5 separate regions of the Mus musculus genome follow, and regions 1, 2, 3 and 5 are each linked to region 4. The links are chromatin contacts, called in public HiChIP or PLAC-seq maps. All regions are on one chromosome and are shown on one strand. Each heading gives the region's core, a stretch centred on a gene start, on an enhancer-like site or on the middle of the called end of the contact. The rest is flanking DNA. Distances are from core to core; before and after follow the strand shown. Region 1 overlaps Cul5 (cullin 5). Region 2 overlaps Npat (nuclear protein in the AT region). Region 3 overlaps Atm (ataxia telangiectasia mutated). Region 4 holds the start of Ddx10 (DEAD box helicase 10). Region 5 holds the start of Rab39 (RAB39, member RAS oncogene family).

What was found. HiChIP or PLAC-seq counts read pairs in DNA pulled down with a chosen protein or histone mark.
Region 1: an H3K27ac HiChIP or PLAC-seq map of microglia shows a contact between it and region 4, with 4 times the contacts expected there. The contact joins the enhancer-like site here to the promoter of Ddx10 in region 4. A contact is called at or near these places in 12 of 39 promoter capture datasets (the C10 cell line, the HPC-7 cell line, HPC-7-derived erythroid cells and 8 more), 4 of 484 Hi-C or Micro-C datasets (cortical neurons, embryonic stem cells and liver), 5 of 115 datasets of contacts at active chromatin or transcription factors (the 230-238 cell line, embryonic stem cells, intestinal crypt epithelium and 1 more) and 2 of 9 other capture datasets (adipose tissue and liver).
Region 2: an H3K27ac HiChIP or PLAC-seq map of embryonic stem cells shows a contact between it and region 4, with 4 times the contacts expected there. The contact joins the enhancer-like site here to the promoter of Ddx10 in region 4. A contact is called at or near these places in 7 of 39 promoter capture datasets (the 3T3-L1 cell line, the HPC-7 cell line, HPC-7-derived erythroid cells and 3 more), 1 of 15 datasets of contacts at CTCF or cohesin (the NIH/3T3 cell line), 5 of 484 Hi-C or Micro-C datasets (the AML12 cell line, cumulus cells and embryonic stem cells), 7 of 115 datasets of contacts at active chromatin or transcription factors (the SCID.adh cell line, bone marrow-derived macrophages, embryonic limb bud and 2 more) and 2 of 9 other capture datasets (adipose tissue and embryonic stem cells).
Region 3: a contact with region 4 is called in an H3K4me3 HiChIP or PLAC-seq map of embryonic stem cells, with 17 read pairs. The contact joins the enhancer-like site here to the promoter of Ddx10 in region 4. A contact is called at or near these places in 17 of 39 promoter capture datasets (3T3-L1-derived adipocytes, the C10 cell line, the HPC-7 cell line and 11 more), 2 of 15 datasets of contacts at CTCF or cohesin (pro-B cells and stem cell-derived epiblast-like cells), 21 of 484 Hi-C or Micro-C datasets (the Ba/F3 cell line, the C10 cell line, the HPC-7 cell line and 11 more), 22 of 115 datasets of contacts at active chromatin or transcription factors (the 230-238 cell line, CD8 T cells, the SCID.adh cell line and 13 more) and 4 of 9 other capture datasets (adipose tissue, embryonic stem cells, liver and 1 more).
Region 5: an H3K4me3 HiChIP or PLAC-seq map of the 230-238 cell line shows a contact between it and region 4, with 18 read pairs. The contact joins the promoter of Rab39 here to the promoter of Ddx10 in region 4. A contact is called at or near these places in 5 of 39 promoter capture datasets (hippocampal neurons, liver, neural stem cells and 2 more), 3 of 115 datasets of contacts at active chromatin or transcription factors (the 230-238 cell line and large pre-B cells) and 1 of 9 other capture datasets (liver).

The regions. Positions count from the first base shown.
Region 1 is chr9:53,630,871-53,636,306 of GRCm38.p6, forward strand. It overlaps Cul5 (cullin 5), which reads right to left. Exons shown (of 19, transcript NM_027807.4): 8 at 4,102-4,195; 9 at 3,115-3,245; 10 at 2,862-2,969; 11 at 1,403-1,467. Among named protein-coding and RNA genes, the nearest start is that of Gm22304, 6.4 kb to the right of the region's middle. Within about 2 kb of position 2,796, at least 7 of the 459 cell types and tissues checked have an H3K27ac peak or open chromatin away from gene starts, as enhancers often do. A contact at or near this core is called in adipose tissue and microglia, where this site is marked.
Region 2 is chr9:53,567,231-53,572,821 of GRCm38.p6, forward strand. Npat (nuclear protein in the AT region) reads left to right here. Exons shown (of 18, transcript NM_001081152.1): 16 at 2,657-2,717; 17 at 2,817-3,948; 18 at 5,341-5,591. The coding sequence ends at 5,418. Among named protein-coding and RNA genes, the nearest start is that of Npat, 33 kb to the left of the region's middle. Within about 2 kb of position 3,586, at least 6 of the 459 cell types and tissues checked have an H3K27ac peak or open chromatin away from gene starts, as enhancers often do. A contact at or near this core is called in embryonic stem cells, where this site is marked.
Region 3 is chr9:53,510,167-53,515,826 of GRCm38.p6, forward strand. Atm (ataxia telangiectasia mutated) reads right to left here. Exons shown (of 63, transcript NM_007499.3): 11 at 4,992-5,186; 12 at 2,939-3,034; 13 at 1,538-1,763; 14 at 1-122. Among named protein-coding and RNA genes, the nearest start is that of Atm, 24 kb to the right of the region's middle. Within about 2 kb of position 4,170, at least 13 of the 459 cell types and tissues checked have an H3K27ac peak or open chromatin away from gene starts, as enhancers often do. A contact at or near this core is called in embryonic stem cells, where this site is marked.
Region 4 is chr9:53,245,479-53,251,169 of GRCm38.p6, forward strand. It overlaps Ddx10 (DEAD box helicase 10), which reads right to left and starts at 2,634. Exons shown (of 18, transcript NM_029936.2): 1 at 2,340-2,634. The coding sequence starts at 2,525.
Region 5 is chr9:53,703,928-53,709,574 of GRCm38.p6, forward strand. It overlaps Rab39 (RAB39, member RAS oncogene family), which reads right to left and starts at 2,305. Exons shown (of 2, transcript NM_175562.3): 1 at 1,962-2,305. The coding sequence starts at 2,188.

The DNA of each region.
Region 1 (5,436 bases), core at 1,546-4,045, 390 kb after region 4:
AGCTAGATGGTAGTCAGAGGACAATTCACAGGTTGCTCTCATCTCACGTGGGATCTCTAGGACTGAGCTCAGACTGTCTGGTTCTTCATCAGTTGAACTGTTTTGTAGGCTCACTAATAGGCTTTATTTTGACATTTTGTGCATCCCTCATCCCTGCTCCAACTAGTTGCTCCTCCTTCCTTCTCCAGCTAGTCTCGCTGTCTCTTCTGCCTTCATGGTGCGTGCATTCCTTGACCAATTCACCTGTTTACTTCCTTCTGAGTTGGAGATCAAACAAGGGCCTCATACTTGGTAAGGAGATCATGTATTAAAATTGGTAATTCATAGTTTACATTAAACTGATTTCCTTTTTTATATCATGAGAGTAAAATCATTTTGTATGCTTTCAGAATAGTAAACTTTTAGTGACTAATAGAGGGAGAGATTCTAAAAACGTGAAAGAAAAGTTATTTTCTAACTTCTAAAGCAGTATTTTGGTACAAAGGAGATTCAAAAAAATTATAAATTGAAGAATTTTAATGGCAACAGGTAGCAAAAAATTTAAGAACAACAACAAAAGTCAAATAGTAAGGTATGCAACACCACAGCATTTCTGAGCTGGACGCAGGAGGCTCTGTAGACACACATGCTCATAAGTCAAGAGACAAAGCCAGTTGTGATGCACATGCCTTTAATCCAAGCATGGGTGGAAGAATAATGATTTTTGTAGCCAATTGGGTCTGATCTATATAAGTTAAAGGCTAGTCAGGGCTACCTAGTGAGACAAATAAAAAAACCAAAAGATAAAAAGGATATGAAACTTAAGAGGTGGCTCTCGGTGATTAGTAGCAATAGCTGCTCTTCCAAAGGACCCAGACTGGGTTGTTAGCACCCACATGGTGGCTCACAAATAGCTTTGTGAGATCTGCTTCTGAGAGATCTGAGGCTATCTTCTAACTTATATGGATACCAGGCACATACTCATACACATAAAACAAACAAACAAACAAACAAACAAACAAACAAACAAACAAAAAGGGTAAAGGATGTAGCTCAGTTGGTAGGTTGAATATTTGCTTAGTATACAAAAAGCCCTGGATAGGATACTAATAATTCATTTCCCAACACTGAATAAACCATACACAGTGCACTGAATCTGTAATCCCAACACTCAGAAGTAGAGACAGGAAGATTAGGTAGTCTTTTAAGGTCCTCCCTGGCTACAAAGGGGGGTTGAGACCATCCAAGGCTAAAGACCTTGTCTCCAAAACTAAACAAATCAGTAACAATTAAACTTAAAAGCAAGCCCAAGTAAAACCCAAACAGGGAAACAGTGCCCCATGCTCCCTGAGTAGCCCAGTAATGTGTAATATAGTCCCCCAAACTTGAATTATTTAAAAAAAAAAAAAGTTTAAAAGCTTACCCTTTTTGCTTCAAAGGCAATTCAAGTTTAAATATAGTAGCATCATTAACAACTGCTTTATATGCCTGTAAAATAAAATCCAATTTGGAATGGAATGAGATTTAATATTTAAAATATAGAAACTACGTGTTCGCTGAGACAAGTAAATCTGAATCAGGTATTTTTCTCAGTTTACTTATTTTTTTTGTCGTGCTAGAACTGCATGAAGACTGCAAAATACATACACTATTACTGACTTTTATCTCCAACTCAATTTTAATTTTTACTCAGTAACTTTTTTCTTTTTTTGCCTTAGTAATTTTTTTAAAATAAAACATTATTATTATTGGTGTAGTGGTAGGCACAGGATGTGCCATGTGCGTGTATGCTGTGACGTGAGGCTCCCTTCTACTTAGACCTGTTCTAGAGAAAAGACATCATGACAACTGACTCATCCTCTAAGCTACCTCACTGATCCCCTCCTAGGTAACTGTTCCAAATATTCCAGCACATTCCTTGTCACAATGTAACCACCACCATTCTCTCTCCAGTGAGGTCATAACCTCTACCTGCCCTGTTCAGCTTCTTAAACAACAGTTTGTTCTATCTCCTTTCTCCTAAAACTGCCAACATTTTCTTTCCAGTGTCCATCCTCAACAAATGGTACGTTCTCCCATTTCACTGAGAAAACTGTGACTGTCAGAGAAGATGCAATGCTAATGTTCCTATGGGACACAAAACCAACTAACTTTAAAGGAACTCTCACAGGAGCTCCACCAAAGGACAGAGGTGGCTCAACAGGTAAAGGCAGCTGCTGCTAAGCCTGATGCCCTTGTTTTGAGAGAACCATCTCTTGGAAGTTGTCCTTTGACCTCCATACTCAAATACAGCTCAGAATACACACCCTCTCTCACCCCAGCAAAATAAATAACATATATATGTTAAAGAAAAATTATCAGCCAGAGGTGGTGAGTACATGCTTGTAATCCCAGCACTCAGAGGCAGAGACAGGTGGATTTCTGAGTTCCAGACCAGCTTGTCTGTTTATAGACTAAGTTCCAGTCAGCCATGGCTACATAGAAAAACCCTGTCTAAAAACAAAACAAAACAGAAGATGAGAGAGAGAGAGGTTATATACAGATATGGCTCTGCTTAGGATGAGCCATGGAGAGCAGCAGTGTAGCAAGGCTGGTCTTAAAGGGAGAATGGAGAATGAAGAAAAATCTAACCAGCAGGAACCTTCAAAACACAGGAAAATATCCCTGGAAAAAATGAAGAAGGGAGAAGCTTCCTGGTTGAATCCGAGTTCACAATAATACAAAAAGACTAAGCAAAATGTAAAAAATAGAGCTGCTGTGCTCTACAGAAAATCTGAGTTCCTGAATTCTTAGTTCTCAACTCAGCAGTATGACGCCACTGCTCAGTCAGTCAACTCTACAGTGTCAGCGTTTATACAAAATGGCCAAAAAGAGAAGATCACCTTATCTCTTGCAGTAAGGAAACGAGGATCATCCTGAAAAGCTTCTTTGACCAGTTTACTGAATCTATTAAACAGTGTAAGTAATTGCTCCACATACTTCTCAGAGTCCTGGAAACAGAATGTTTTCATATTAGCTTTTAAAAGAAAATACGGTTTAAACTTGGGGGAAATTATTTTCTTAAAAGTAAATCTGAATGATTTACTAGTCTGCTGTTTCAACCACTATTGTAGATGTGGCTTTGGAACTACTTACAGTAGTGATGGTTTCAGCTGCGGCCACCATGTCTGCTAGGCCCGCACTTATAATATGCTCCTCCAAGTCCTTCAACATCGGCTCTATCCCATTAGGAACTTTGTCCATCAAGGAAAACATCAAATGTAACTCTGAAAGGACACAACACATTCATATAATTACTTTATAAGAATAAAATTGTTTCTTCATTAATGTCTGTGGCCTTCTGTTTTTTATTTTGTGACATGATCTCACTACACCCTAGCTGGCCTCAAACTCAAGACACCTACCTCCCTCTGCCTCCCAAGGTGTGAGGCACTATTGGCAGCTAGGTCTTCAGTCATAAGATTCTGAAGAAATGTTACTTGGGAGTTTGAAATATATTATTAGTATCATGTAGCTATAATTAGTCTAAAATTTAAGAGAAAAGTTTTGTTTGTTTTTAATTGCTGTTTTAAAAATAGGGTTTCACCTTGTAGCTCTTGCTGTCCTGGAACTCACTCTATAGTCCAGGCTGACCTCAATCTCAAGATCCGCCTGCATCTACCTCCTGAGTGCTCCAATTAAAGTTGTGGGCCAGCACTGCTGGGCAGGATAAACATTGCTGGTGTGTGAGAGAGCACGTGCACATACATGCGTGAGTGCACACCCTAAGCATGGCAAAGTCGGATGACAATCTAGGAGTCTTCCTTGCACCACCTGTGCTTTGGAGTCTGACCTCAGGTCAGCAGGCCTACTGAATCATCTTTGTTTTCTAAAAAGATGCACCAAATTTCTATACAAGTCAAATAACCAGTTCTAGTCTACACTGTCTACAACTTATACTGGTCTGTAAAAGCACAGTTCAACGTCAAGGAAAAAAAGACAAAAGCCTTCTCAAACAATAAGTGTTGGTCTATGCAGGAGAAAATGCACCTCCATCTACAAGAATGGCCTAACAGCAACTAATTAGGTGATGTACTTAAGATACCCGCTTAAAAGGTTCTGTCTTTGTGAGAGTTTACCTACTTTCAGTTTCATTTCGCTTGATCATGCCTTGGCATTCTGCTAAAATAGTCTCTTTAAAGGAGGTCACCAGCGCATTTACACAGCATTCCATGAGCTGAAACAGAAAGAACAGTAACAGCTACTATAAGCTTTACAGCACACGAATGAGTCAAATCATACTGTGGAACAGAAAAGAGAAAATAAGTACACTGAAAGTAGACTTTCTCTACCTTTACGCAGGATTGCTGTCAATGTATGGGTCAATGAACAAACCATACTACTATACCAAAGTAAAGGGAAAAACCCACAGAACTTAGGCTACAAACAAAATAAACTTTGGCTAACTTTTCTTACTTGGTGAAATCTGTATTAGAATTTTAATTCTACATATAATCCAAAAAGACATGAACATTTAAAAATAATACACACATGGTTAACAGCCTCTTGCCCAATATGGTAGGAAGTTCTGTCCCACCTGCGGAGGGATGTCACTCTACCATAGACCAACATACTCCCTTTAAACACTAATTGATTTTATGCTATTCCTATGAGAGCTTTGCCTGTGAGCATGGCTGGTGCCATCAGAGGCCATGAGATCCCTGGAACTGGATCCAGCTGTTTGTGAACTGCCTATGAAGGCGCTCAGCAGCAACAGTGCTTTCTTAACAGCTGAGCCTTCCTGCTAGACCCACACCCATGCACCTGCCCAGGAAAGTCAGATGAGACCAGCTAAGTTTAATCGTATGAAGCAACAAACAGATAAGCTTAAGGCATAGTCACTTAAATGTTTTCTGTTCCAACAAATGTTGCACATAAACATGTTGTGATTGGCAATCCAGAATTTTCAGATCCCAAAAATCTAGCCTGTTGTATTTCAAAATGTTGTAAAGACAGGTTTAAATGCTATGACTATTTGTTTTAATATTACAGATCAGTAAATCCAGATATGGTAGCAAACCTCTTAAATCCCAGCACTTGGGAAACTCAGGCAGCCAGGCCCCATCTCCAAACCAAGAGTGTCACAAAAGAGTACAAAAATAAAACAATAAAACAGCAGAATATATCACATCTCAAAACAATGATCGGGCTGACGAGATGGCTCAGTGGGTGAGAGCACTGACTGCTCTTCCAAAGGTCCTGAGTTCAAATCCCAGCAACCACATGGTGGCTCACAACTACCCGTAATGAGATCTGACGCCCTCTTCTGGTGCATCTGAAGCCAGCTACAGTGTACTTACATATAATAATAAATAAGTTTAAAAAAAACAAAAACAAAAACCATGATCATAACTCCATAAAACTTTTGTTGTAGGTATGTACAAATAAATTACAACAGACATCCATATAAACATATAT
Region 2 (5,591 bases), core at 2,336-4,835, 320 kb after region 4:
TCCTCGGTTCTCTAATTCATCCTATATTTGTTAGCTGAGTGACCCCTTCCTTCCTACATATTAGAATATATGTTTGTACCTAAACATTTCAGGAATTCCCTGTTCCTTTCATTATAAAATTGAAGCTCCTGGCTCTGTGTGGTGGCAAATTCTGCATACCCCATCCATGGCAGACTGAAATAAGAAGCTAGATGAGGCCGAACAATTTGAGGCCCCTTCTTGAGAAAAAGAAAAGGAAGTGAAGCAATCCCCCTGACCCACTAAGGATTTCCTAGGGATTTTACTGGAGAGTGTTTGTAAGAGCTCCTTCTACCTCCAGTGAGGTCACTGCAGCCTCCCCTCCTCTCCCTCATTTTCTTGTGATTCTTTACCATCTGCCTGCTCCTTCTGAGTTTGTTTGCTGAAACCTTGAGATGCGTGCGTCATTGTTACGTGACACTGTTCTATGGGGAGGTGTGAGCACACCTGTACTCACCCCAGATAAGGAACCAGGGAACTGACCACAGATCAGTCTCACTTTGTGAACCAATGAGCTTTATTGAACGTATTTACAGGAATTTGGGTGAGAGATTACTAACAGCAGAAATGACTGCAGCATGACTTTAAAAAACCACCCAAGCCTGGATGACAGCTCACAAAATCTAGAAACCTGGAGTGTACTGTACAGCTCAGCTGGTTTGAGGCCTTTCCAGGTAGCTCTGTTGATCTGAGACTCTTCCAGGCAAGTGGGCTAGTTTCTTTTTTTTTTTTTTCTTTCGTAGGTAGCTTGGGTGATGTACCTCTTCAGGCTTCTGTGCTGGTCTGTGACTGTCTCTTTGCAGTCCTTACTGTTTATATATGCCTCTTGGAGGAGGGACTGGTGACTGATTAGCCACAGTGACTTCCTGAAGTTATTGAGTTGTTTACTAACTGAGTTTAAGGAGCTTCCCTGTAGGATGCAGTTTTACTTCCCTGCTAACAGCCAGTGTCTTAAGGAGCCTCCCTACAAGATGAGGGTTTTAATCTCTCTCTCTCTCTATATATATATATATATATGTGTGTGTGTGTGTGTGTGTGTGTATGTGTGTATGTGTATATATATGTATACATACACAAATATGCGAACAAATGTATGTATATCTATATAGGTATATATAATGCTATAAGTAACCATTGGATAATTTACTTAGTATCTCTCTGATAACCATCATTCAGAAATATTGTAGTATCTGAGGTCAACCTTTTAAATTAGTGTTTATTATAGTAAAATTTCTTACAGTGTTGGTTTGGTTGTTAACTAACTTGTGCTTGTCTTGTAGAATTTTACTTTCAATTTGAGAGGTATAACAATTGCAGTTTTGAATTATTTACTTTCAGGATTTAAAATATCCTTTCCTGAACTTCTAAATTAAGGGCTGTTGACAAGAGATCTCATGTCTTAATGTTTTTGCCTCTATGTGTGAATTGGTGTTTTTCCCTCACATTTTTACTGTTTTTGTTTGTTTGTTTGTTTGTTTGTTTGTTTTGAAAATTTGGCTACTGTGTTGTAAGGGTGCTCTTTTCTGATCACTATTGTTTTGGGATTTTTGTTTTGTTTAGTTTCTTTTCTTTTCTTTTTTAAGATTTCTCTACATATGTATATGGCTATTGTGCATGCTTGCTGCCCACTAAAGTTAAAGGAAGCCACTGTATTCCCAGGAACTGGATGGTTATGAGCCACCATGTGTGTATAAGCAGCATGGTGTGGCTGGCTATACCAGCTGGCTTCTTTATGGAGAAAAGCCCACCTAATCTACTCCTATCTCTAATCCATGTGGCTCTCCCCTTTTTTCTCCATTGGTGATTTTATTACTTTGACTTTATTCCATCCAAACTCCAGGTCTCACAAACACCACTTCTAATTCATTATAACCCTTTTCCCCACGGTGCTTTGTTTTGTTTGTCCTTTTGTTTTTTGAGACGGGGTTTCTCTGTGTAGCCTTTTTGCTCTGTAGATGAGGTTGGCCTTTAACAAACAAAAATCCTCCTGCCTCTGCTGCTGTGCCACTGTCAGACACTCAGCCCCAAGGGGCTTTCTTGAACAGCTATATTGATCAAAGTACAGTTCAATTTCCTTCTCAGTTTCATTGACATTTGTAGATTCAGCCAGCCACAGGTAGAACATTTCTGAAGAGTTAAAAATTACATTTGTGCCAAATACCTTTCTCATCATTTTTCTCTGAACAGTACAATATTAGCTATTAACATGGTATTTGTATTGTATCGTATGACTAACCTAGATGTGATAAAAGGATATGTCTCTGTTACATGTATAACTCCAATTTTCTGTAAGGAACCTGGTCATGTGCATGCATTATCTATGGGATCTATTCATTCAGAGACACTGAGAGAATTGGTGCACTAAGTACTATCTGGAACATTAAAAGTTGTAGCCCTGAAGGTTGAATTCATGTTTGCCTGAAATTAAAGCAAATCGTTGGTTCTGTATCTAGATTTCCTCTATAGAGTGTGTGAGTCTATTTTGTAAAACAATGTAAGTATTAAAAAAATAAGTATATAGAAGCAAATAAGTTGATTAACTCATTATAATGTCATCTGACTCATTCTCTTTCAGAAGAATATATTCTTTCACAAAGAATTAATTTATAATTTCTAATGAATTAATTTATAATTCCAGGAAAACAGGTAAATAATTTGACAAACTTGTCCAGTCTTTCAGAAGCATGTCATACGCAGAGGTGAGCATAAAATATGTTGCATCATAAGCTATTAAAATGCTTAAATGACTAATTTTGGTTGCTAAAAATGAGATTTTTTTTAAATTTTCGTTTCGGTAGAACTGAAGCTTCTGATAAGAATATAGCCACTGAACTTGGGAAAAAAATGGAAGACACCACGATTTCCCTCTCAGGAGAGAGGGTAGCTCCTCCCAGCAAGCCATTTGAAAGTCATAGGCGGGTGCTTTGTTTCGATAGTACTGTTTCTTCTGTTGCAAATACACAGGGGTCACTGTATAAGATGACCTCCGAAAACAAAGAAAAGAAGGAAGCATCCTTTTCTCATCTTGACTCACCCATTCTGTCCTCTACCTTAAAACCACCTCCTAATAACGCCATCAAAAGAGAGAGAGAGAAAACCGTGCCCAAGATTTTATCTAAATCAGAAACTGCCTCTAGTCGACACACCACTGTGAAAGAAGTTCAGTCTGAAAAGAAAGTTTCCCCCACAGAAGTGGCCCTTGAGTCTCTCCATAAAGCAACAGCTAACAAGGAGAATGAATTGTGCGGTGATGGGGAAAGGCCGAAGAATGCAGACACCTCAAAACTGCCTGGTGGGCAGCAGAATGGGAGCTTGAGGAACGAAAAAGCCATAGCCTCGCTGCAGGAATTGACCAAAAAACAAGCCACACCCTCAAACAATAAAAATGCCACTTCTGTAGGTGGAACTGTGAAGGATCAAAAACAAGAGCAGAGTAAACCTGCCAGTTCTTTAATTGGGGCAGAAATACTGCAGGATGTTCCCATCCACAGCCCAGCCAATAGGAGTGCCGATACTGACTTGCCAGTACCCCGGACCCCTGGCTCAGGAGCAGGGGAAAAGCATAAAGAAGAGCCTAGTGACAGTATGAAGGCCCCCGCTAGTAGACGCTGTGGTGAAGAAGGCAGCATGCCAAGAGTAATGATCCCTCCTGTCACTGCAGACTTGCCTGCCTGCAGCCCAGCCAGTGAAACAGGCAGTGAAAACAGTGTGAGCATGGCTGCCCACACGCTCATGATTCTCTCCAGAGCAGCAATTGCTAGGACTACAGCAACTCCTCTAAAAGATAACACGCAGCAGTTTAGAACATCTTCAAGGAGCACTACAAAGAAACGGAAAATTGAGGAATTAGATGAGTGTGAGAGAAACTCCCGCACGTCTGGTAAAAATCTTGCTAATTCATCAGTACCAATGAAAAAGAAGAAAATCAAGGCAAGTTTGAAAGTTCTCATTTCAATTCTACTCCTGTCCCTTCAGTATCTAGAGAGTTCAGTTGTGTTTGCTGCAGCTACATAGATAACTATACCTCCAAAACTATACACTTAGTAGTGTTTCCTAGTCACAATGATACAAGTTGTCTATGTATCATCCTGAGGAAAAGTGAATGTTTCTGTCATGGTATCACCCAGTATTTTTCATGGAAATACAAAAAGTGTGAAAGCCTGGGAAACAACCATTAAATGAATTACCAAATAAAACACCTCATGCCGGGCGGTGGTGGCGCACGCCTTTAATCCCAGTACTTGGGAGGCAGAGGCAGGTGGATTTCTGAGTTCGAGGCCAGCCTGGTCTACAAAGTGAGTTGTTCCAGGACAGCCAGGGCTACACAGAGAAACCCTGTCTTGAAAAAAAAAAAAAGCAAAAAAAAAAAAAAAGAAAAAAGAAAAAAACCCACCTCCTGGTCTCCATCCCTTCCATAGTCTATAATGATGGTCCTAGCAGAGGAGCAGAAAAACTCATGTTCTTGTTTTTTTCTGTAACCATGGTTGTCTGTAGTAAGGCAGTACAAGGATGGTAGCATTGATAAATAAAGTGCATTTATTTAAAGTTTGTTTTACCAAGTAGATTAAACGGAAAGCATGTGAATGTCCTACTCACAGGAGAAAGTATAGTAAGTTAGGAGTGGTTTTTAGGTTTGGTGTCCTGCAAGCCTGAGTTTGAATTCTCTTATCAAGTGTATGCCATTCCTGTGCCTGCCTGTTCATGTCTAGTCTCTGGTCTCTTCCTCTGTGCCTCATCATTGAACCTAAAATTGTCTCACCCTGTGGTTTTGTAGTCTGTTTTAGGCTAACACTTTAAAAAGCATCTCCTCTATCTTAACATTTGGAGCTTGGTGAGTGAGTGGTATTCTTTAATGTGTGTTAGCAAAGGGGTCCTCTAGCTTCAAGGCTGATCCACTATAGAGTTCAATTCTTGAGAACCATGAAGAAGCAAAAACACTCCCAAAAGCAGTCCTTTGACTTACACACATACACACATGCACACAATAAATCAGTATAGTATAGTAAAACAGTATCTGTTGGTAATGTTTTGTAAGTTTATGATTTGACACAAATGACCATTTTAAAGGAAGCATGTCTCTTGTCTGAACATTCATATATATACTCTAGATTTGTTTTTTTGCCTTTTGCCCTAAACTAACGTTGAATTGGGTTAATAAAACCTGTCTGTCTTTCCCTATGGAAATAAATTCTAACAAACTCAAAAATGATGCAATTTTAATAATAAAGAGCCTAATACGGTGTTTTAGGTGATTTGCTAAGAAAATTATCTGGCCTAGAGTTTATTGTTTTTCCTTCTCTTCTTTTTTGTTTGTTTTGACAGAAAAAGAAGCTACCTAGTTCATTTCCAGCAGGAATGGATGTGGACAAATTCTTGCTCTCATTGCATTATGATGAGTGAACGAACACCCAGACACAGAGACCAGTAGCTATTTAAAACTAGTGTCCTTCAGATGGCGAGTAGGAAACGGGCCAGAGACAGACTGCGAACATGACCTGCACTTTGACTGTACTGAGGTTTCACTTTATATCTAAGTCATGCTGTTTCTGAAGCAGCTTCCTAGTTTGTAAATA
Region 3 (5,660 bases), core at 2,920-5,419, 270 kb after region 4:
GCTTTCTGGAATAATTCTGATTTATGGGCTTCGTCTTCAGTTATTATACCCATGTAACAATAGCAGCCAAGAACACCCACCAAAAGACTTGAACACCGGACAAGGGTTTCAGAACTTGTAATCTTAAAAATAAATCATAAATTTAAAAAGACAGTATTAGATATAAATAAACCTATGGAGTTTGGAATTACCCCTGGAAGAACAAGTTTCCGTAAATATGGAGAAATAAAAATCCAACAGAGTTAAAGCTGGGATACTCTAGGTCATGCTTTAAAACTAGCTCAAAGATCACTGTAGAAATATAACCAATATGCTAAAAACAGGCAAGAATACCCAGTGGTGGTGCACATACCTTTAATCCCAGCACTTGGGAGGCAGAAGCTGGTGGTCTACAGAGTAAGTTTCAGGATAGCCAAGGGTACTACAGAGAAACCATATCTTGAAAAACCAACCAGCCAACCAAATTAAATAAATACATAAATAAATAAGCAAGCAAGCAAGTAGACAAATCAATAACATTCCAAGAAAACTGAATCATGTTAGAGCAAAGCTAGCTCCAGCTGACAAAGCCCCATTAGTAAGTGGCAGTGACAGGGCAACAGCCACACTGCCCCCACCTGGTTTCTTGGGTCATTTTCTAGGGCTGCTCATTTCACTCCTTTGTGAGTTTATAAGTGTTTTTCAATTTCGTTATTTACATAACAGACCACTTTGTGGAAGATACAGATTAACAAACTAGTATGCCCTTTAAGCAAATTATGCAAAGGATCCATGGTACAAAGAAGATACTAATTAAGTGCCCTTAAAATTGAAATGCTACATAGTATGAATTGTTGTTTTTCAAGACAGGGTTTCTCTGTGTATCTCTGACGTCCTGGAACTAGCTTTTAGTCCAGATGGACCTTGAACTCAGAAATCTGCCTGCCTCTGCCTCCTGAGAATTGGCATTAAAAGTATATGCCACTACACCCAAAAACTGAAACTAGTATGTGAAAAATTACTGTGGCTGAGTGAACCTAAGGCACATGTTACAACAAATGCAACATGTGGCTATCTAAATACATGGAATAGGATACACACCATCTAGGAAAGCATGATTTATAGAGAGTAGCTGTATTTGTGATGTTACAAAGATAAATCATTTGGCTTCTAATGACTGGGTATTTGCTCGTCCATTTCATAGCTTTATAATCATTCTACTTGTTTCAAATGCAACAACTAGATTTCTCTTCTCCTATGACTAAATTTCCATGCTTTGTACCAATATGTTCATCCCATCATGAAGTTCTTAGACTCACACCAGCACTCCTTCCCACTAACCTACCTCAAGAATTGTCTACAGAGTTCCTGAACAAAGAATCTCAAAATTATCGTTTCCCTTTCCTCCCTGCCTATTTTTCCTACTTGTTGGGCTGTGCCACCGTTTATTTACAACCAGGCCTCTCTCATCTTTCATACCTTTCACACTCCCATTTTCCCTTCCTAACAACCCATAAATGCTCAAGAATACACCTGAATTCGTTTTAAGAAATCTCACCTCAGAAGAGTAATTACTTAAAAGCTGTTCTGATAATCCCAGAAGATAGTGATCCAATGATTCCTTGAGATTTTGCTGGACAGAGAAGCCAACACTAGACTGAAATTTTTCTACAGCATACTCTTTGACAGTAGTTAAAAAATCCATCTTGTCAAAAGTAGTCTGAAGAAACAGTTCTTCTACTTCTGAAAATGAAGGCTCTTCTTTATCTTCGCAGTGTTGTTCACTTCAGGAGTGAGATTAATGATTAAAACCATGATCTAATATTTTTTCAACTAGTTCACAACACATTACAAATAAAATCATCAAGAAAACATTTATACCATTCAAAGACTGCTAATAAGATTTTTGAGTTATTCTGTGAAATGCTTCTCTTCTTTGGGCTTTTATGGCAAATTGAATTGACATTGGATAATTTCATTATTGGTAGCAAATTTTACTCACAAAAATATAGAAGTGACAGTTCCAAATACAAATTCAGAGATATATTTAGACACTAACACTAGATAGCTGAATGTAATTACCAAAAACATCTGCTTTCTTCTCACCTGATTTCCAAAATTAGTGATTTTACTTTAATTTTAAAGAAGTGAGACTGGATATCCTCATATCATTGAGCTATTTTCAGTCACAGTGCCAAATGTGGCAATGAACTGAGCCAATCAATTAAAAACGAGTTTTTAAATATTTTCACATTGTAATTAAAATTAAGCTTTGCTTTTCAGTATTGCTTCTAGTTACACTGTTCAGGAGGGTCTTCAACTTATGATTTCAAAATTCTCTTGCCTCAGCTTCCCAGAGTCTGGACCACAGAACATAATGATAGCCAACTCTCATTAGTTTTTCCTTTGTTCTGCCATGGATTTAGCTAGTGAGATGGAGTGAGTGACTGTGTGTGCACACACACGCCAGATGCACTTGTCACACTTGTCAAGAGTCAGTTCATCCTTCCAGCCGGTGAGTCTCAGGCCCCACGGACTGAACTCAGGTTATCAGGATTGAAAAATGCCTTTACCTGCTAAGCAATCTCACTGGCACGTTTTAAAACTTAATAAAATTTAGTCAACATACAAACAGTGGGTCCCTACTAAAAACTCACTTCACATAAATTTTATGTTCTTAATTTTGCATAGCTGTTCAGCTTTTTTTCTCTTAACACTTGTTAGACATGTTATAATATACAGCAATAAAATGGTAACCTTCATCTAAAGTAATAGAACATAAATTATAATCACCAATAAAAAACTTCTTTCTGCTTAGCTGTTGTGATATTTCTTCAATCAGACCAATTTATATCAAAATTACTAATAAGATGAACTCCCACCATGATAGAATTATCTTTCTAATTAATACTATTAATACTATATCTCAAAACATCACATACTTTCTTATATAACATACCATTCTGGCACACTTTGAAAAAACTTCATTGCAGCTTTTGAGTTTTTCATAGTGAGACTTACAAGAATTTTTTCGACTACAAGATGAGGAAAATTACTAAAAAAGAAAACAAAAAACTTTACTTAAAAGACCATACACCATTAAAAAGAACTTTAATATGCATGTATATATAGCTACCAATTATGATCCTTAAAATTCAGATTCCACACTAAAAATGCTTTCATTTGTCCTGAATCACTAGTATTGAAAGTTTATTAAAGAGGTTAGAGCAATGTACTATGGTTTCTAAAACTGCTGGTTACATATAATTTTAAAAGCAGGATTTCTTTTTCTGGATTGTTTATTTATTGTTGTTATGTGAATTTCCCTGCATCAATGTCTATGCTTCTTGTGTGCCTGATGCACAAAATCGCCAAAAGAAGGCATCAAGATACTTTGAAACTAGAGTTATAGACACATATAAATTGGAGTAGATGCTCACAGTTGTGGGCTTCCATGTAGGTGCTAAGAATTGAACGCAGCCAAGTGCTTGTTCTTGTTTAAGCCATCTTTCCAGCACCCTCTGCCCTAACAATATTTCTGAGATAAAAGGTTATGAACTAAAGGTAAAACACTATGCTCTACCCTCCTGGGGAACAGTAAACTGGGCTAGTCCTAGGGCTTAAGCCCTACTTTGTTTTCTCATCATTCATGTATCAAATTTCTCGATATCCATTATGATTAAGGAATAAGATAAGATATAGAATGAAGGGGGCGGACCTGAAGCTAAGGTCCTGTTCCTCAATTGGCTCTTGACCTGTCAGTGAAGAAAGCTAGGGGCCAATTGCTGAGTGGAAGGTACAAGCGGGACTTCCGGGTCTCAGGAGGTCTCAGGAGGAAAAGGCAGACGCAAGGAAGGAGAAGAGGAGCTTTTGCTATGCTTTGGAGGGAGAAGCCAGTAACCATGTGAGGTTTCAAGAAGAGCTGGGCCTGTGGTCAGTACTACAGGTGGGTGGCCAGGGGCTATGTGAGACCAGCCAGTGAAGTTTAGGGCAGGTGGGAGGAGTAGAGATAAAAATATTATTAAGGACATGCTTTTCCAGGCAGGACATAGCAGTGCCCAGCAATTGTGTCTTAAGGCAAGTTGAAAAGGAAAAAAAAACTGTGTGTGTCTTTTGTCCAAGGATTCAAAGGAAGTGGGTGGGGCCTGGTAGCAAAGCCCACCTCCTGGAGCAAAGGTGGGTAGAACAAATGGGAAGCCAGGAGGGGGCTGTTAGCCTGCTGCTCTTGGAGCAAAGGCCAGTAGAGTGTAAAACTACAATAGTGTCACAAAGAAACACTACAGAGCAGGTGTGGTAGCACACTCCTTTAATCCTAGCACTCAGGAGGCAGAGGTAGGGGAATTCCTATAAGAGGCTAGCTTAGTCTTGGTCTATATAGGGAGTTCCAAGCCAGATCAGAGTTACACAGTGAGACCATGTAACAAACCAACCAAACCAACCAATCAAACAAACAAAACCAACAGGCAAAAGGAAAAAAAAGGAAAAAAACCCCAAAAAACAGATGCTAAATTTAATGAAAGAAAGACATTTTAGTGTCCTACAATGGAGTAGGTAATCATGAAAAATTCGGTGTTTTTTTTTTCTTTTAAAAGAAACCATGGTTTTCAATGTGTTCCTCATAAGAAGATTACAACTACTTAAGAAGATAATATATTAATGGTGATTTAAACATTTTACAATGCATGTGTGTATCAAATACTAGATGTCATATCACAAATATGAAAACTTTTTATAAATGTTAAATTTTTAAGAAACAATTATGTGTCTATCCTTCATGAAAATCTCCCATATCCTACAGTGAGTTAACCTTGCATTTCAGAAATGATCCAGCACAAAGATACAGATGATTTGTAATATTTTAGAGATAACTCCAGGAAATTCTGCACTGTGAGCATAAAATAAAGCTATCTGATATCAAATATGTAGAGAGAGCCTTATAAAATTAAACAAGAAAACATGCAGAGTCAGAGCAAAACAAGAATGCAGGAGTATGCCAAAAAAAGCAGAATTACCTCTGAAGAATTGGAGGCAGCTCTGTGCTGTCTTCTAAGTCATCCTCTAACTGGTAGAATAAGAGCCACCTCATTATTGACTCCTTTACAGAAAAACTTCTATTTGCTTCACACACACTTTGTTCTGTTCCCATTTTTATTGCATCTGGAACTACACAGATGCTAAGTGCCAAAGTCAAGCAGCATACTGAAGGACTACAAAGAAACACAAGGAGACTGTTAGCAGCAAGCTCTCTGGAGGGCAGACGCTTTACCTCTGCTGCTTAGCACTCACTAAGTCTATCATGCTCAGGGCAATATGAGGAACATTTTGTAAACAAAGCTGGGAAAGAAAGATTACATTTCAGAAAACTCTTCTGATGTAAAATTTTTGTCCCGGGGGCAGGAGAAATGGCTCAGAGGTTAAGAGCACTGCCTGCTCTTTCAGAGGTCTTGAGTTCACTTCCCAGCAACCACATTATGGCTCACAATCATTCATTCATATATCTATATCTCTTGGGATCTGATGCTCTCTCTCTCTCTCTCTCTCTCTCTCAAGATATATATATATCTTGGGATCTGATGGGATCTGATGCCCTCTTCTGGCATGCAGGTAAACATATAGATAGAGCACTCATACATATAACTGTCCAATAAAAATGCACTGAGCTACAAGAATGTGTATGAATA
Region 4 (5,691 bases), core at 1,384-3,883:
GTCCAGAACATCATGTATAGATCCCAGACACTGAAACAAGAAGCTGTGATGTTGAAGTTGCCTTGGAGACCCAAAGATGTTAAAAATGCCAGAGCCGTGGGATATCTGCAGAGGAAAGTTGCTAACAGAGAGTGGAACCAGCCCAGGAGAAAGAACTTTACTGCAATCAATATAAATGAAAATGAGTTGAGATCTAAAGACCACTTTAACATCAGACATGAGATGCAGAGTTTGGAGTTTGCCCAGCTGGTTTCCTGTCTTTCTTTGGGGATTAGAGTTAAGTGATTGGATGAATCTCAGAATAGACCTTGAACTTGGACTAAATTGTTGACACTGCTATAAACTATGGGGACTTTGGAAATGGGACCAAATGTACTTCTTTATTATGCTACGACCAAGTACTCATAGACTCATACGTTTTAACAAGCCGATGGAGGCCAGGGAGTAGAATGTGATGCTTTGTATAAGCTTGGCACAGGGAGTAGCACTATTAAAAGGAGTGGCCCTATTGGAGTAGGTGTGTCACTGTGAGTATGGGCTTTCAGACCCTCATTCTAGCTGCCTGGAAGCCAGTATTCAGCCAGCAGCCTACAGATGAAGATGTAGAACTCTCAGCTTGCCTGCACCATGCCTGCCTGGATGCTGCATGTTCCCATTTTGATGATAATGGACTGAACCTCTGAACCTGTAAGCCAGGCCCAATTAAATGTTGTCCTTATAAGAGTTGCCTTGGTCATGGTGTTCATTCACAGCAGTAAAACCCTAACTAAGACATTCAGCATAGGCAGAAATAAGGATATGAACTCAGAAAAGTTCTGGGTAGAACAAAACAAGGAGTCACAGCTCCACGGAAGTAAACCAAGCACAGGCTAAGGCTACATTCTCCAAGCAATTCTAGTCACAGTTCAAAACAAAATCCAAAAGCAATTTGTTAATAATAGCCTCTTTTTTAATTTGTCTTTTTTCTATATGACAGGCATTGTGAATAATGTTTTCCACACTTTATCTTAATTCCTCACAACTTATGAGGCAGGTACTACTACTAAGCCTTTTAAAATAAGGGGGGAGGGTGTGAATAGTGTAAGAAAAGTAACCAAAGTCATATAGCTGGTGAGCCAAATCCGAATCAAATTATCTGAAGTCAAAACCCCAACTAATTCTTAAATGTTGCCAACTCTGAACAGTTTATCTAGTTGTCGCTGTTGCTGTTGCTGTTTAAGCTACAAGATAGCAAGTAATGACTTTTAATTCCAGGATGATTCTACCTATTAAATCCCAAACTAGAAAGGTGGCATTCACTGGAAAGGTGAGAAAGGTAGATGAATGCTGGAAAATATGGGTTTTAAGAGGATGGATAGAAGTAACATTCCTAAGGGGCAGACACCTAGGGCAGGAAAACACGCCAGCTTGTCTAAGTGTTAACTATGAGACTACTCATCTAGGAACACTGGCTACAAGATGCTGATGTCAGGAAGAGGCAAACACATTCCATTGTCTTTCCACTGATTCTTGGTGAAAACCATGAAGACAATGAGACAAAGAACAAAAGATGATGCTAAGGGACAGAGCCAATTCCCAACTTAAAGATCGAGAGCTGTGGAAACAGACACAGGTCTAGGTTCCAATTCCACACTACTAGATGTGGGAAATTAGGGCCAGTTTCTTATCCTCTCCAAACTCTACAGTTCTTATCCGTTAAATGGACTACTAGGATCCATCCACACCTCAAGATAGGGGCAAAGAATATAAAACATGGAGAGTACTTAAAGATATTTCTATTATTTTAAACATTTCCCACGAACAACAGCGTTTTCTTACATCACTCCAGATTTTAGCTTATTTATTTCATTTTTGAGACCAAGTTTCACGTATCACTGACTGACCTCGAACTTGCTATAAAGCCTTGGATGACTTTGCACCTCTGATCCCCCTGCCTCCACCTCCTTAGTGCTCAATATGTGCCCGGTTTATGTGGAGCTGGGGATTGAACCCAGGACTTCCTGCGTGTTGGGCTAGCACTCTACTGAAGGCTCTCACTCCATCCGCTAGGTTCTTTCCACAGCGGTCACTATTGCCTCTCTGTTCTGTCACCACTGCTGCACCACATGTCCCTACCCGGAGTGTCACCGCATTTCTATCACTTTTCCCAGCACTGCGGAAAGTAGAAGAGTCAGACCTGGGTAGCGACACCCAACAGACCACTAGTGAGGCCCCGTTGGCCGGGTCCGCCCCTTTCCCACACCACCCTGACCCTAAGTCCACCACAGCGGCAACACCTCCGGGCTGCACCCACCCTCGCTCCCCAGAGCCCCGCCGAACGTGCCCCGAGCCCACCTCACCTTCTCGTAGTTTTGCATGAGGCGGCTGATCCCCTCGCGCTCGACCTGCCATTCCGGCTTCTTTAGCTGCTTCCTCCGCTCCTTCTTTTGGTGCTGCCTGTGGCTGTGTTTTTTCTTCCAGCGATTAAAGCTCCGCACCGGGTCGGGTCGGGTTCCCTGACCCAGAGAAGCAACCGTTTTGCCCATGGCGGGGGCTGCCAGGACCCACGACGCCGCTACACGGGAGCCTCCTCGCTCCTCAAGGCACAGCACGGAAGACGCGAAACCAGCGTGTGGAGAAGGCGCAGGGGCGCACGCGCAAGTCCGGGAACCCGCCCCCAAGCTGGGGAGAGTGGGCACACATTAATGACGACAGGCAATGCGCGGACGATGATTGGTGATTTGGCTTCCGCTGGGCGGGGCGATCTTAAGACGCCAGGGGAAAGCGTGCACGGAGGAACTGGGCGTGCTCCACTGCTTCCGAGAGTGCTTGGGGCTTCCGGAAACAGCGCAAGTACACTGCTTATTGCTAGTATGGTGAAGTCATACTCAGCGTAAAGTACTGCTTTTCATTTACTCTGGATTCAAGTGTGCCCAACATTCGCGAGTACACTGCTATACGTTATAGAGTATGTAGGTCGTAGTTACTTTGTAGATCAGACTGGCCTCAAATTTATAAGAATTCACCTGCCTCCTGAATACTCTAATTTCAGTTAAATGCCACCGTGTTGACTCAAAATGCTTTAAAGCAAACTTTTCAATTAACAAAAAGTTACATAATACAGAAAAATACACTTACACATAGACATCGTAAAGATGCCTCTGGAGAGCATCCTAAACATCAATCACCATTTATCTTACAAAGTGTCAAAAACAAACAAAACAAAACAAAACAAAAACCAAACCCTGAGATGATTACTGTGTTAGTCACTGAACTATTACTGTGAAGAGACACCATGACCAAGGCAACTTTTATAGAAAGAAGCATCATTTAACTGGGCTGGCTTACAGTTTCACAGGTTTAGTCCATTATCATCATGACAGGGAAGGCATGCCAGCATCCAGGTGGGCACTGGAGCAGTACCTAAGAGCTGCATCCTGATCCATAGGCAGGACACAGACACACAGACACACACACACACACCTGCGTGCGCACGCACACGCACGTACGCACGCATGAACAGCGACACTGTGCCTGGCATGGACTTTTGAAACTCCAAAGTTTTGAAACTGTGACTCCAAATATATGAGCCTATGGAAATCATTCTTATTCAAACCATCACATTTACTCTCAGTTTTAACAACTGGGTGGCCTTAACTGAATATTCACATTGTATATTTTATAGTGATTTTTTTTTTCAAGACAGGGTTTCTCTGTGTAGCACTGGCTGTTCTGGAACTCACTCTGTAGACCAGGCTGGCCTCGAACTCAGAAATCCACCTACCTCTGCCTCCCAAGTGCTGGGATTAAAGGCGTGTGCCACCACTGCCCAGCTATAATGATTTTTAAGTTAAGTAAATGTTTATTTCCACGACTATGACTATAGCTATAAGTTAAACCAAGATTTTTTTTCATATTTTCCATCACTACACTTTTTTTGTTTTGTTTTGTTTTGTTTTTCGAGACAGGGTTTCTCTGTATAGCTGTCCTGGAACTCACTTTGTAGACCAGGCTGGCCTCGAACTAAGAAATCCCTCTGCCTCCCAAGTGCCTCCCAAGTGCTGGGATTAAAGGTGTGTGCCACCAAACCCTGCTATCACTATACTTTTTAAATGCACTCACACATGCACACACACACACACACACACAAACACCATGTGTCTTGTGAACTTTTCCAAGGGCAAGTGAAATAGGGCACCAACAATGACTAAAGCAAGGAATGGATTCTACCCCTTAGAGAACCAATGAGTATAATTATCCAGACCATTGAGATTTCTTTTTAAAGTATGAGCAATGTTAGGCAGCTCCACCACTGATGAAAAAAAAAAATGTATCTCTCAGCTCCTCAGGAACCCCTCCCCTGTAGTGTGACTGGGATATTCTCTTTGAGGGCTATAACTGTCTAGCCAATAAACTCAGGAGGACTTGGTATTGATGCAAAGGTGCCAGAAAAATCAACAAATGTTGGAGCTCTCAAAATCAGAGACCAACATCGAGTTCTTATCCCACAGATCCTACCAATGAAACCCAGTCAGACAGAAACAGTGGACAAGTGAGTTCAAAAGTAGAACAGTTCATTAAATCCTGATAAGGAGGCAGAGGTCCTGAGAACAGAGTAAAGATGGTAAGCCAGAGCTGCCCAACAGAAGACATCCAAGGGTGAACTGCCATTATCCAGCTTTTTGCCTGTTTATTTGTTTGCTTTTAAAGGGGGAGGGCTTTCCCCTGTTGATACATCTACAATGCAACTTCACATATAAAGCTCGGGGAAAATTACAAGACAAGTTAGATAAGGGCATCAACAATGACTAAGGCAAGAGATGGATTCTACCCTCTCTTCAGTGTTGGGGACTAGACCCAGGATCTTGGGTATGCTGGACAAGCACCCTATAGGCTGAGCTGCATCTCCAGTCAATTTCCCTATATTTTGAATAAGCAATCAGAAACTGTAAAAGAAAAACCATGGAGGAGAAAATCCTAATTTTTATTTACCTTTCCTGGAACAGTATTGCAGAAAAACAAAAAACAAACAAACAAAAACAAGAAGTAAACAAGGAAGAAGAAAGACTGTACAAGCCACCAGATCAGGACATGGACTTCAGGATCATGATTTCTAGACATGGAAGGGAAATTGGATCTATGAAATCTCAATAATGTTGTTGGTTGAAAAACCCCTGCATAATGACAACACCAGTAGACATGCCACCATAGATGGGGAAATTCCACAAGTCCCTGCCACTAGAGGCAGAGCTACAGGAAATGAATAGCTGCTGAGAAAGAGAGGAGAATCAGTTTTCTTTAGGAACAAGCCCCTGAATAGGTCATCCAATCCCAAGTGGTCGGCCCCAAACACATGCACAGATGAGCAATACTAAATAGAATCAGTAGGTCACATGCACTTATAAATAAATAAATAAATAAATAAATCTCTTTTTAAAAGATTTCAGAGTTCTGACACTTACCTCACAGTTAAATAGACAGCTGCATATTTCCTGACTGTTTGTTTGTTTGTTTGTTTTTCTATAACATTGTTCCAGGGAAGGTAAACAGATCCTGGATCTTCTTCTGCCTGGTTTTTCCTTTACCAGTCTCTGATTCCTTATTTAAAATATTAAAAAAAAAAAACTGGCTGGAGATGCAATTCAGAGTGCTTGCTTATCATACACAAGATCCTGAGTCCAGTCCCCAACATTGAATAACATTAGACATCAC
Region 5 (5,647 bases), core at 1,055-3,554, 460 kb after region 4:
TTTTACTATCTTTAAAGGGTAAAGCAAACGCTCTTAGTAAATGCTTTTTCTCCCCCTCCGGACCTTGAAATATCGCCAAGATCATCTCTGATTAAGATCACAAATGGAAGACTCAGTAAAGGATTTCACGAGTGATTGAACCGGAAGAAGTCTTAGAAATCATAAAAATGTCTTCATTTTACAGATGGAGCACAAGTTTTAAAGAAAAAACCAAAACTGCTTCAATCAAAGGAGGCCAACTGAAAAGGAAACGACAATGTCTTCATGGAATTCTAAACAGTCCATGACCTTTAGCACCGCTCTGGAAGCTGGCCTTACCATGCATCACATCCCTTGTTATCTCTGTGTACCCGAGGAATCATTGTCAGACCCAGGAATGGAAATAAAAAAACAAACAAACAAACAAAACCACCAGGCTGGCCTTGAACTCAGAAATCCACCTGCCTCAGCCTCCCGAGTGCTGGGATTAAAGGCGTCTGCCACCACACCCGGCTCACTTTTTTTTTTTTTTTTTTTTTGAGACCACAGAGATATCTGCCTGTCTCTGCCTCCCGAGTGATGGGATTAAAGGCTTGTCCTATCACACTCTGACTAGAAGCCAAACTTCTGAATGTTGAACACTTTACACATGTAGGCTGAACTCTCTTGGAATGGATGCTGGCTGAATGAGGGCAAGCCACATTTGTTAAGTTCCTTAACGGAGTTCTTTATTTCACAAGCAAAAGTACTTGTTGAGAGATATAAAAATGCTTGCCTACAAGAGTTCCAATTGATCATGTGATTTTTAAAAAAAGATTTATTTTTTTTATTATATGTAAATACACTGTAGCCATCTTTAGACACACCAGAAGAGGGCATCAGATCTCATTAGGGATGGTTGTGAGCCACCATGTGGTTGCTGGGATTTGAACTCAGGACCTTCAGAATGAAGAACAGTCAGTGCGCTCTAAGCCATCTCTACCTACTAAGCCATCTCATCAGCCCCGATCATATGATTTTTAAAGAAACAATTCCCTACATTATCAGCTTTCTTACTTTGCTCTAGAACAAAGTACTCTTCGATCTCAAAAACTGGAAATACGCTTTAAATGTGATTTAATCTCAACTATCCAAGGAATTCAGTTTCATTTACTTTTTTTCTGTAAGGCCAGTCGACTTTATACAATCTTTCAGGTTCCCCAGTAAACAACCAGAATGAGACTATTTACTTGAGACTGACTCTCTCCCCATTTAGAAAAGTGCTTTCTTCTGTTGTCACATACAGAATGTTACGAATCCATCAGTGAAATAAAGGAAGGGTTGCAGACAACCCTCAGTATTATCTTTTTCACACCAAAGCGTCAAAGGTGACAAACTTTTAAAGGAAACTTCACCCTATAAATGCAAACACACACCCTTAGTTGTCTCAGTGACTCCGATGTTGCATTTAGTTGTTTTCCAAGACCTACTCCCGAGGGTCATGGCCCAGAATTTTCTGATGACCACACTCGGTGCTTTCAGATGTTTAAACCATTACCGCATGCATCTCTCTGTGAACCGTTCCGAGGGCTGGAACCCCGTCTGGAATTCTGCTTGCTGAGAACTAAAGATTTTTCACAGACCTGGGAACCCCACTTGGCATATTTCCCGGGCCTGAAAGAGGCTTGGTCAAGGCTTGGAGGAGGTGCTAGGAGGAGGGTGGCTGAGGCAGGGTGTGTGTGAACGGCGAGCGAAGTCGAGTTTGGGGAGAAGGCAGCGGTGGAGCCAAAGGGACCCAAACGGCCAAGAGGAGCAGACAGAGCTGGGAAAGACCGGCGACCCTGATTCGGACAGGAAAGGAGACAGAAAGGGGGCGCAGGAAATCCGCACTAAAGAAAGAAGAAACTGCGGAGGAGGAAGTCGCCCCTGGAAGGGGAGGGGCGAAGGGGAAGCGAGCACCGAGCGCTAGCACTTTCGAGAGCCTGTGGCGGGTGCCTCCCTACCTGAAGCGCTCCTGCCCCGCCGTGTCCCAGAGCTGCAGCTTGATCCTCTTGCCCGGCTCAATCTCCAGCAGGCGCGAGAAGAAGTCCACGCCGACTGTGGGGTCGCAGGCGGGGGAGTGCAGCCCTGGGAAGCGGCCCTGGGTGAAGCGGTGCAGAAGGCACGACTTGCCCACCGTGGAGTCTCCGATCACAATAAGGCGGAACTGATAGATCCAAATAGTCTCCATCGCCTACGTGCCCCGTGCGCTCAGGAGCAAGTTCTGCCTAAGGAACTGTCCCTTCAGCACCTACGCGGCGCGCGCCCGCCCGCTTCCAGCATCTTCCTGCGGCTGCGGCCGCCGCCTGGTAGCCGCCCTCTGGGGAAGGAGGGGCGGGGCCGCGGGCAGGGGGCGTGGACTTGGTCTGATTGGGGTGGGGCTTGAGAGTGAGGGCGGGGCCACGAGTTTGGAAGGGACCGTAGGTAGGGGTGTGATCGTGAGTTGGGGGCGGGAACCTAACTTGCAGAGCAGCTGCGTCGGGCAGGGGGCCGGGCCCCAGCTGTAAGGGGAGGGAACTGACGTTGTAGAGGCGGGTCATTGGTCGTGCGGGGGCGGGGCCTCTAACTAGAGGGGCGCGGCGAGAGCGTCGGCTGAGGGGATAGGGAAGTAGCAGAACTCTAGACGACCTTAGCGTATTCTAGTGCAGATCTTGCTGGAAATGGACAAGGAATGGGTGTGGCGAAAGGATGTGACAGCAATAGCAACCAATGAAAATGTACTCAAGGGCTAAACTCCAGAAAGGTCAGCCAATGGGAAGTGAGAGTCATTTTCTCTCACGCATCTGCGAAGGCTCTCTTCAGACTAAGACCCTAGTTTTGAAAGTCAGTCAGGCTTCTGTATGTGGATTCGTGGTGTCCGGGTTCTCAGAAGATTCCAGTTGACAGTTTCCTCTGAAGAAAACAAATTTGCAGAACTAGTTCTGATAGTTTCTGTTAAGGATTGCCTGTTGCTGTTTGCCACAGCGTTTTCAGGATGGTTCTAGCCCTATGCTCGTTGGGGCCCTTCAGCCTGGGAAAAACTTAAAATGTTGAGAAGCTCATACGAGTCATCATTATTCTCGGTCTATAGCTGCCCTCTGCTTGCGTATGACCAAAGACCTAATAAACGAAGCGTAATTTAAATGTTGGTGAGACCTTACTGTGTTCTCTTCTGGACTGGGATGTAGCCCCCAGGTGGTAGAGTTGCCTAGCAACATGAAACCCTGGGTTTAGTCCCCAACTCCGCATAAAACAAATATGGTGGCCCACGGTTATTATTCCACCACATGGGGCTCGAGGATCAGAAGTTTAAGATTATATCCTGTAACTCTCTGTGTCAGCTACACAGAGGACAGAGGCAGATGGATTTCTCAGTTCAAGACCAGCCTGGTCTACAGAGTGAGTTCCAGGACAGCTAGGACTGTGCAAATTTCTTGCCAACCATTTCATTCTTTTCTTGCAACATCTAACTATCACACTCATCCTTAATTCCTTTCTTTGTTTTGGAGGAAGAAGCGTGACTTTCAGAGAACTCTTCTTTCCTCTGCCATGCATCTTTAGGCCCCTGTCTGCAATTAGTCAATCTTTATTTTATGTGGTATGTATCTTGTCTCCCTTCTACAATTGTTCTTCCTTCCTTCCTTCCTTCCTTCCTTCCTTCCTTCCTTCCTTCCTTCCTACTTTCCTTCCTTCCTTCCTTCCCCCTCTTTCTTCCTCCCTCCTTCCTGTTTATTTATTTATTATTTTTGTTTTGTTGAGACAGGGTTTTTTATGTACCCCTGGCTATCCTAGAACTAGTGTTGTCAACCAGATTGGTCTCGAACTCACAAAGATCCGCCTGCCTCTGCATCCCTAGCGCTGGGCTTAAAAGAGTGCACCACCACCACCACCACCACCTGGCTCTACTATTAGTTTCTACTCCTCTGCCTACAACCATATTTGAGTGTTCTCAGTCCTAAAGCTAATTAATCAGAACCCCCTCGGTGATGTTTCTTTGCTTCCACCATCTTGTTCCTTTTCACGTATTCAAAAGAGCCCTCCTCCCTCATTTCTTGTCCACAAGACTATCTTTAACAAACCTTCATACACTTTCTATGCCGCAGACTCTCATGAAACAATTGTTTCAGATAACTGTGCATGAGACCCCCTAATTATCAGATTCAACCTACCTGTTCTCATCATTCTCACCTCTGACCTCTCAGGACCCCTCCGTTTAAGGGTAACCAAGTGACGGTTCTATCCTCTGAGACAGAGGAGTGGCATTTTTGGGTAAAGATAATTTCTTTCTGTGAGAGCATGGCAACCTTTTTGTCTGTTTTTCTTTTTCTCCTCCTCCTCCTCTTCTTCCTCTACCTCCTCCTCCTCGTCTTCCACCTTTTCATCTTCCTCCTTCTTTTCCTCCTCTTCTTTTTTTTTAAGATTTATTTATTTATTATATGTAAGTACACTGTAGCTGTCTTCAGACACTCCAGAAGAGGGAATCAGATCTCGTTACAGATGGTTGTGAGCCACTATGTGGTTGCTGGGATTTGAACTCTGGATCTTCGGAAGAGGCAGTCGGGTGCTCTTACCCACTGAGCCATCTTACCAGCCCCATTCCTCCTCTTCTTGAATATGAGTGTTTTGAATGCATTATGTCTGAGCACCATTTGGGGGCTTGATGCAGGCAGATGCCCAGAAGGGAGCATCAGATTTACAACAGGATGTGGACTAACATATAGGTGCTGGGTATTGAAGCTGGGTACCCAGGAGATGGGGCCAGTGCTCTGATTTACTTCTCAGCTGCATGCCTTTCACTCTTCTTTCTTTTTTCTTCCTACCCGGAATGTATTATAACAACCATCTTGTGAAGAGGAAAGTCTGGATGCTAAGGTAGTGGGAAAGTGAAAAAGATACTGGTTCCTATGTGACTTTGTTGATCTGTGCTACCAGCTTTGTAATAGGCAAATGAATCAGTACCCATTCAACTATTGGTGGCTGGACTTTCTTTCTTTTGTCTTCCTCCTTTTCTTCTTCTTCTTCTTCTTCTTCTTCTTCTTCTTCTTCTTCTTCTTCTTCTTCTTCTTCTTCTTCCTTCTTCCTTCTTCCTTCTTCCTTCTTCCTTCTTCCTTCTTCCTTCTTCCTCCTTCCTCCTTCCTCCTTCTTCCTTCTTCCTTCTTCCTTCTTCCTTCTTCCTTCTTCCTTCTTCCTTCTTCCTTCTTCCTTCTTCCTTCTTCCTTCTTCCTTCTCCTTCTCCTTCTCCTCCTCCTCCTCCTCCTCCTTCTCTTCTTCCTCTTCCTCCTCCTCTTTCTTCCTCCTCTTCTTCCTCTTCCTCTTCCTCCTCCTCCTCTTCCTCCCCCCTTTTGCTGCTCCTTGTTCTTTTAGCAAAATCCACAGATAGGAATGCTGCAGGTATCTGAAAGGCATTAGGCTATAGCTGCTGCAGAGCTCCTGTTAGGTGGTGTCTAGACACATTACAGACTGATTTCTGTTTCTGTATAGAAATAATTTAGTTGGTTTGATCTAGAATAGGTGTTCATACATGCTATAATGTGGGCCTTAGATGAAGCTAAAAGCTCCATATATTAACACCCCCCCCCCAGCTTGGCACATTGCTGGACGGTGATAGAAGGTCTTTCGGTCCTTGGAAGGCATGACTTCAAAGATAGTTGTGATGAAACCAGGGAGATGG